Regions from separate parts of the Sus scrofa genome. Here region 2 is linked to region 1. Evidence: chromatin contacts called from public HiChIP or PLAC-seq data. All regions are on one chromosome and are shown on one strand. Each heading gives the region's core, a stretch centred on a gene start, on an enhancer-like site or on the middle of the called end of the contact. The rest is flanking DNA. Distances are from core to core; before and after follow the strand shown.

Region 1 (4,202 bases), core at 518-3,017:
GGCTAATTAGAAAGAATTTTGAAAGATTGAGTTATAAGAGAAAGTTGGGATGAGTGAAGAAAGCTTTAAGGAATTGCTCAGTTTTGTTTGTTTGTTTGTTTATTTGTTTGTTTTTCTATTTGGCTGAATCCATGGCATGTGGAAGTTCCTGGGCCAGGGATCAAACCCATCCCACAGCAGTGACCCAAGCCACTGCCATGACAATACTGGATTCTTAACCCACTGCACCACAAGAATATTCCAAGGAAGTCTTCAGAGATTTTCATGACCATGTTTTATGGGGACCTATCAGAGAATTTTTAAAAGCTTGAAAAGTTAAAGGACAATAAAGTTAAATTGTCCTCATGGGGTCGATAACCTTCAGGAGTATTTGTGGTAGTTGGAAAGAAAGAGGACGTGTACATAGAAGTCAGCCAGAGATCTGACACACTGGCAGAGACGGCAATCAGAAAAATATTCTGCTAGAAAAGAGGTTATTTGAGAGGTAAGGGCTGATTGTTGTGTATTTTCCTGTATATCCATCTGAAAGGACATTTTTAACTTTTTGTGAAGCTGCTTTTTTAAGTTGAATATCTTGTGTGTTCTCAAAGTCGGCAGTATAACCAGAACTGCTCACTTTTTGTGTCATTCTCTTTATGTTTCTTAGCACAACCAGTATAAAATCCCTTTATAAGATTTTATGAGATTATTTCATTGCTTTTATCCTTTTCTATTAATGTTCTCAAAGTACGGTCCTCTCAACAGCAGCGTCGGCAACACGTAGGAACTTGTTAGAAATGCTCAATCTTGGGTCCTACCTGAGCCCTGCCGAATGGGACTTTCTGGCAGTGGGGCCTAGCCATCTATGGTTCGACACACCTTCCATGTGATTCTCATGAATGCTTTAGAATTTTAAGTTTGAGAACCATTGATATAAATAGCATTCCTTATATGCCCTAAATTACTCTTCCATTTTTGCCATGTCTGGTTCCAACCCAGGTTGAGACTAAGTGTCCCTATTTTGAGGGATTCACTTGAGCTGATGCAGGTTTGGAATCAGTAGCTCCCTATCACAGGCACTCATGGCAAGGTGTCATCAGGGTGGATAAAAGGGCCACAACACTGAAAGATCTACAATAGTTTCATTCATACCATCTCTTAGAAGACCCTGGAGGAGTAGAATGGAGCGTGACTTAAAAGGTGGCTCCAACTGAGTGTCACCTAACTTAAATGACAGTCCCTTAGGGACTGCACCCTGTGGAGTTGGGGCCATTCAAGTTTTTCTTTCCTCATTTCTTTCTTTCCTGGCTCTAGCTGCATCCTACACAGATAGCTCTGATGATGAGGTTTCCCCCCGAGAAAAGCAGCAAACCAACTCCAAGGGCAGCAGCAATTTCTGTGTGAAGAACATCAAGCAGGCAGAATTTGGACGCCGGGAGATTGAGATTGCAGAACAAGGTAAAGAAAGGGACTGGGTAGGGACCAGAAGCAACCCACTTGCTGGTCATCAGGATCCATGAAAACTTAAGGCTTGAAAGTCTCCTGGGGAACTTTTGAGTTTGAAAGTATCCTGGGCTTTTATATAAACAGCTCTCCCTGTATGGAGCTTGAGCCTCAGGATTCTTGTTCCTGTTCTTATTCTTGTTCTCCCTGCTTCCCGTTCTCGGCGTGTAATAATTACAGAGTAGTTTCTCTTTTCCTTTCCCCCGACTCCATATTCACAGATCTACGTGCGGAGTCAGCAAGTCCTAGATGCCACATGGTGGTTAGTTCTGCAGGATCTTGCCATAGCTGCCAATGGTAGAGACCCAGATTTCCCAGAAGCAGCAAACTGGGGAGGGTTTTCAGCTAAGGAAGTGGTGACCTAGGGTCTTATTTGGTCTTTGATCCTGAGCACCCTCTGCTGGAGCAAGAGTGAAAATGACTGACAGTTAAATCTTGATTTCTTTACCCAGCCCCCGTCCCAATAAGGTCTCTTTACTCTTTTGTCGCTTTCACACTGAAGGCACCTTCTCTACTGGCAGGATGTGTAGAAATCAGACAGACTGACAGAATAGGATTAGAGAGCATGGAAAAACAGAAGCAAGTGGTTTCTGCTGAAGTAAAGTCTCTGCTCCTGCTCTGAAGATTGTAATACGTGGGAGTCCATTAGCCAATAACTACTTCCCTCTTCTCCCAAATGAAGAGTAACTCTCACCCTCCATTGTGATCACCTGAGAATTTGACTCCATATAAGCCCTCTACATATAAGGCTAGAATAGTGAGGATGAGAGAAATTTCAAGTGCTTAGATGACAACTCCCCACTGTTCGGCAGTTGAAGCTACCAGGCATCAAATAAATATGCTTAGAGTTTTTCCTCCGTATCTCAACAGATCCAGACCAGCCCTAGATGTTGCTGGGGCAGGAATTAATGATATTGCTAGTGCAGACCTAGCTCAAATCCTCTGTTCTTTCACAGACATGTCTGCTCTGATTTCACTCAGGAAACGTGCTCAGGGGGAGAAGCCCTTGGCTGGTGCTAAAATAGTGGGCTGTACACACATCACAGCCCAGACAGCGGTGAGTTTTTTGGGAGAAAAGTGATGGACTTCTGATTGGCAAGGAAGAGGGACCTTTTCTTTTTTCTTTTTTCTTTCTTCTAACTTGTTTTTGCTTCCCTATTTACCTAACCTCCAAATGCTAACTACTAGAGAGAACCTCTCAATTACACAGTACTGAGGTTTCCTACTTTGTTTGTATAGGTGTAACCTTTTAACAAACCTTAGGGAGATTTGCAAAAATATGATTGTTATAAAAATGTTATTAAGACTTTGGGGGTCACATCTTTTGGGTAAAGTTAGATTCCACTGTGCTAACTAGTGGGTTATACCCTTTTGTAACTTCCAGTGTAGCAACTTGTGTTGCTGCCGAGTTGCTGGGTATTAGTCTCTCAATTACGACTCTTCTCTGGCCCTTCTCTTTCTCACCCTGTCCTCCTATACCACTACATAGGTGTTGATTGAGACACTCTGTGCCCTGGGGGCTCAGTGCCGCTGGTCTGCTTGCAACATCTACTCCACTCAGAATGAAGTGGCTGCAGCACTGGCTGAGGCTGGTAAGTTCAGTTTATTTCACCAATTTTGCCTCAGAATTATTATCTAAACATAATTTTTACATATCAAGATTATCTTCACAGTGTCATATATGTCTAGGGGCTATAAAATGTGGAGGATAATAAAAATGTCAGCAGGAAGGAAATGGATAATAAAGGTCTATATCCATAGTGAAAGATTATATAGTCATTTAAAATGATCTTTGAAAAGAATCTGATACATAGGAAAATGCCCAATTCTAATGTTAAATGAATGAGAAAGAACTTTAAGCTGAGTGAGTTATGTAAGTGTGCGCTCAGTTGGTGTCTTTTCACAAAAATCTCATCACTTTTGAGAGAACCCAAGAAGTATCTTCTGTTTCCTCATTCATTATAAAATTTGGTATTCAGTACTGCATTAAAAATATATGAACTACTTACGAGTTCAATTAAACATAAAACAGTTTTTATTATTCAAATGTTCAAAGGAAAATCACTAGGAAGGTTCTCCCCTTTTCCTATGATCCTCAGAAAGCAACTCTATAATACTTTTGTTTTTCTTATTTACTCTTTTCTGATGTTTATTGCAGAAAATGTAAGAGGATCCCCAAAAAACCCCATAATCCTGCTACACAGAGATAATATTTGACATATTTTTCCTTTCTTCTATTTACTTTTTACAGAGATGAAACAAATCTCAGTAATATATGTAGTTGTATAACCTAATAGAACATTTTCAGAAGTAGTTTCCATGTCACTGCAGACCTCGACAACATCATTTATGGCCGTGTGATTCCACTTCACTGTTGTCCTACTGTTGAAACTGTAGGGTACTTGCTAATATAAGTAATGTTGTAATGAACAACTTTGTGGTGATTCCCACTTTATCTCCTTAAGATAGAGTTTCAGGCATAAAATTGGCCAAAGAGAATAACATTTTAAGGTTCTAAACTACTTTAAAAAACAAAAATCCCTAAAATTCTTAACTAATTTCTGAACTAAAGATGCTCTTTTAACTTTTTGCCCTTCATCAGTTGTTTCCTTTCCAGGGTAATTTCTACAGCCTTTTTCTCTTCGTCTGATCTCAGACAGTGATATTGGTATAGGACACTCTTCAAAGGAGGAATCAGCTGATCTCTTTCCATCTGTACC
Region 2 (3,958 bases), core at 242-2,741, 140 kb before region 1:
TGCTATCAGCTGCTTTCAAGCTGAGTTGGTACCGAATTTGTGTCTCCAGCCCAGTAACCAAGCGGCAGAAATCAGCACTCAGGAGCAAGGGCTGTAGGAATGGAATGCATGGACGCGTAGACCAGCTCTCTTATTTACCAGCTGTGTGACCTGGGCTGAGTTCCTTAACTTCGCTGTGCTCCTAGTTCCTTTCTGTCAAATGGGAATGGGAATGGCACATGTCCCCTAGGGCTATGATGAGAATTAAATGAAATAACACCAAGAAAGGCACATAATGCCGTGCTCGCTTCTAGTAAGTGCGCAGTTCGTGGTAGCTCTTCCTATCTGTTTTTGAGTACCACTCAGCAGGTCCTTGGCAAAACGAAAGATGGAGCCAGCTGGGAGGCAAGTAAGGACTGATTTCACCTGCGAAGGCTGGCCAGCCCCTGCCTCCCGGTAGACCCTTGATGCCTCGTTTAATTTTTATAATCACCCCATAAGGTACATTGTGTTATGTCATTTTACATTCAAGTTAGGCTTAGAAATGGTGGGTTCAAAGAAAAGAAAAAGCAAAGAATGCTACTATCTAAAATTGGGCAAAACAATTGATGACTTAATGTTCTGTCCACAATTTTCCTCACCCAAGGTCAAAGTGAAAATTAGTAGGAGGTGACGCTTGATGACCCATCTAAGGATGTGAAAATGCTGGCCGGAGCTGGTTCCTGAAACACACTCCTGTTCTAGTAACAGAGTGCCTTCTCACATAGTTTCTCAATCTAGTCTTTAAGCCGCTAAACAACTCCGTTGAGAAGGGAATTGTAATGACCCCGGTTTATGGGTGGAGACGAGCCAACTCAGATAGCCAGGGAGCGACAGAGAAGCATCTAGAACTCAGCTCCTTTGATGACCATGAGCACTGGCCAGCAATCTCAGATCGTCCCACCAAATTTACAGCCACAATGGTGCCAAGCATTCAGATCCCTGCCCAGGCCATGGTATTTTCCAAGGAAGGACCCGGCCGTGCTCTCAGTGTCATGCTCAGCAGTCAGGAAAGCTTCACTCTTGGAACACACAGGAGAGGGGTGATAGTCAAGTCACCTCTTCACAGACCCCTGCCCTCCTGGTGACAGCTCTTGGTGGCCTTTCCCACTAGTGGTCCTCAGGTGGGATTAGGTCAGCTCATCCGAGAGGTTCTCATGATCTTGGGTCTGTCAAGGGGAGGGGTTGGGGCGGTGATGCCCTTCCTCCTTGTTGGTGCACAATCCGTATTTATGACATTGAATTTCACTGAACCGGATTGCAATCCCAAGAATCTCTCGTGACTCACACAAAAGCTGAACCTACTTGTGGAAGTTCAAATAACTTTTCCATATTCCTTACAGATGACTTTGAATCATCTTAGAAATTGCTCACTTGGGTGAGTTTTAAATGGAAACCTAAATTCCTTAGCTGAAGCCTGCGCTTCCCCCAGTGACCGCTTCATTGCTTTGTTACCTCATCCTCCCACCTGCCGCTAAACAGTAAGCATCTTGAGAGCCGGAAAGGTGATGTTTTTCATGCTCATGCCCCGTGTCCAGTATGTAGTGGAAGTTAGACAAGTGTTGAAGGTCTAAATGGTGGGTGGAGGGTCAGATGATGAAGGGATGGATGCCAGGACAGACCCCAAGATCTGCGGCCAGATAGGAGGATGCGGCCACAGCAGGACAGCCGCACTGTCATGAGACTCTTAGGACTTTCTTATGAGGATGTTGATGAACTCAGTGTTGGCTGAGCTCACTTGGCTGAAAATCTCAACTACTGATTGGTTTTGAAGCATAGAAATGTCAGACCTTACTTAAGCATTAGCTCATTGCTCTTCCTTGCTGCCGTTTAGTTGGCTTCGTTTTCAGCATTTCAAATAGATACGATTAACATTACGGATCCTGGCCAAACCTCCAGCTATAGGAACTGCCCAGACTGGCATCCATGCTAGGACCTGGCACCATTTCAGCCCCCAGCGCACATCAATAAACCCTGAGAGGGGTCCCTGGGCTTTTTCTCCCAACTCAGAACTCCCTGACCCAAGAACATGAATTCTGCCCCTCCAGGGACCCTCCCTTTGCTGAGAGGTCAGAGAGCTTGGAAGAGTGGACCGACTAGACAGACTGGACAGATGGCCGCAGGTAGAGCTGTGGGCAAAGCCCCAAGTTCTCTATCAATAGTGGACTTTGGCAGCAAAGCTGGTGGAGGAGGCGTTCTCTTCTCCGCCCGGCCTGCCAATCAAGCCTCTGTCTGCTCTGCTCCCTCCCCTGAGCTGACAGCCCCAGTCGTGTGAGTCATGTGGGGCCCTGGCCAGCTGCCCCACAGCTCTTCCTGCTCTGCGGCCCCACCCATGACCTGCCTCTACCTGGCTTCTTGTGATTCAAGCCTATCTGTCTGCCCTGATCCAGCTCAGGGCTGCGGGGGCCGGGAGATGGTTAGTTCTAACTCACAGAATGTGCTGCACAGAGCCAAGCTGCAATCTTCCTAGTGGTGATGCCACCTCTAGGTTCTATTTCTAGTCCTGAGGCAGTGCTGACTAAACCTATGCCATCTTCTGCACGAAGGTCCTCCAGTGTTTGAAGGCAACTTTAACGACAGCTAACACGGCCCCTTAACAGGCCCCCCTCTAGGCTGACAGTTGCCATTTCTGGCAAGGGTTCCCCGGGGTTCCTGCCTTTCAGACCCTCGCCATTCTAGATATGTTTTGGTTTGTCAAATTTACCCTCAAATATCTTTCAGAAAACTGATGAACTGACCCAGATTGAAGGAGACCAAGGAGCCAGGACAGCTAACTGCTGTGTGGGAACCTGGCTCCGGTTCCGGAAGAGAAAAGGGAGGTTAGTGAAACAATCACTGAACTTCAATAGCATCTGCAAATGAGTTAATAAGATCAAGGACCTTTTTCTGGTTTTGATCATTGTACCATGCCTGCGTCAGATGTTAACATTTGGGAAAGCTGGTGAAAGGTAAACAAGAATTCTTTTGGCAAAAAGTTTTTGTTTCTTTAGTTTTTGTTTGCCTGTTTTTTGCTTTTTAGGGCTGCGTCTGCAGCATCTGGAAGTTCCCGGGTTGGGGGTCAAATTGGAGCTGCAGCTGCCAGCCTACACCACAGCCACAGCAACGCCAGATCCAAGTCTCATCTGCAACCTACACCACAGCTCACGGCAAAGCCAGATACTTAACCCACTGAGAAAGGCGAGGGTTTGAACCTGCGTCCTCATGGATACTAGTCAGGTTCATTGCTGCCGAGCCACAAGGGGAACTCTGCAAGTTTTTTTGATAAGTTTAATATTATATCTGAATGAAAAGTTAAAAGACAGTCTTTCCAATGTGTGATTTGCATGATATCAATCCAGCTGAGCTGTATGCCTCGCAGTTGGCACGGGCTACAAGAGCATTTGCGGGAGAAGGCAGAAGCGAGGGATGCTCAGAGGTCCCGCAGGCCTGGAGCACTCTCACAGTTCTGCACTGTCGCTGCTTTTCCTTGATGGCGAGGGGCACTGGTCTGTCCACAGCCCCTGCCTGATCTGCTTCAGCTCCTCTGACTCCTCAGCGTGGAAGGGCAATACTGGGAAAGATCAGTTTGGAATCCTGAGGCTGCTCATTTCATATAATATATGCTAAATTAATATATTTCATTTAATATACGCTAAACATTTTCCTGGATACTGCCTTCCTCCCCCTCGTCAATCTACTCCATTATGCCTATGTATCAAAGCTACTTGTTAATCATCTGATCTTACCAGGAAACATTTCTGCAGCTGCAACCAACACCACAGCTGCAGCAATGCCAGATCCTTAACCCACTGTGCCACAGAGGGAACTCCCCAGGAAACATTTTGATGACATATGCTAAAATCATTTTAATCTATTGGTGAGGAACTTGATTAATGAGTTTGTTGTAATTAGTACATCTATATCAATGCCATCTAAAATTCTGTTACCTTTTTGAGGAATC

Evidence for each region. HiChIP or PLAC-seq counts read pairs in DNA pulled down with a chosen protein or histone mark.
Region 2: a contact with region 1 is called in an H3K27ac HiChIP or PLAC-seq map of alveolar macrophages. The contact joins two enhancer-like sites. A contact is called at or near these places in 1 of 5 promoter capture datasets (liver), 1 of 47 Hi-C or Micro-C datasets (liver) and 1 of 2 datasets of contacts at active chromatin or transcription factors (alveolar macrophages).

Annotation. Positions count from the first base shown.
Region 1 is chr4:110,101,811-110,106,012 of Sscrofa11.1, reverse strand. It overlaps AHCYL1 (adenosylhomocysteinase like 1), which reads left to right. Exons shown (of 17, transcript NM_001201381.1): 3 at 1,294-1,437; 4 at 2,439-2,539; 5 at 2,972-3,074. Among named protein-coding and RNA genes, the nearest start is that of STRIP1, 23 kb to the right of the region's middle. Within about 2 kb of position 1,767, at least 22 of the 83 cell types and tissues checked have an H3K27ac peak or open chromatin away from gene starts, as enhancers often do. A contact at or near this core is called in alveolar macrophages and liver, where this site is marked.
Region 2 is chr4:110,245,509-110,249,466 of Sscrofa11.1, reverse strand. The region is part of intron 1 of LOC102165594 (a long non-coding RNA gene); the gene reads right to left. Among named protein-coding and RNA genes, the nearest start is that of CSF1, 50 kb to the right of the region's middle. Within about 2 kb of position 1,491, at least 26 of the 83 cell types and tissues checked have an H3K27ac peak or open chromatin away from gene starts, as enhancers often do. A contact at or near this core is called in alveolar macrophages and liver, where this site is marked.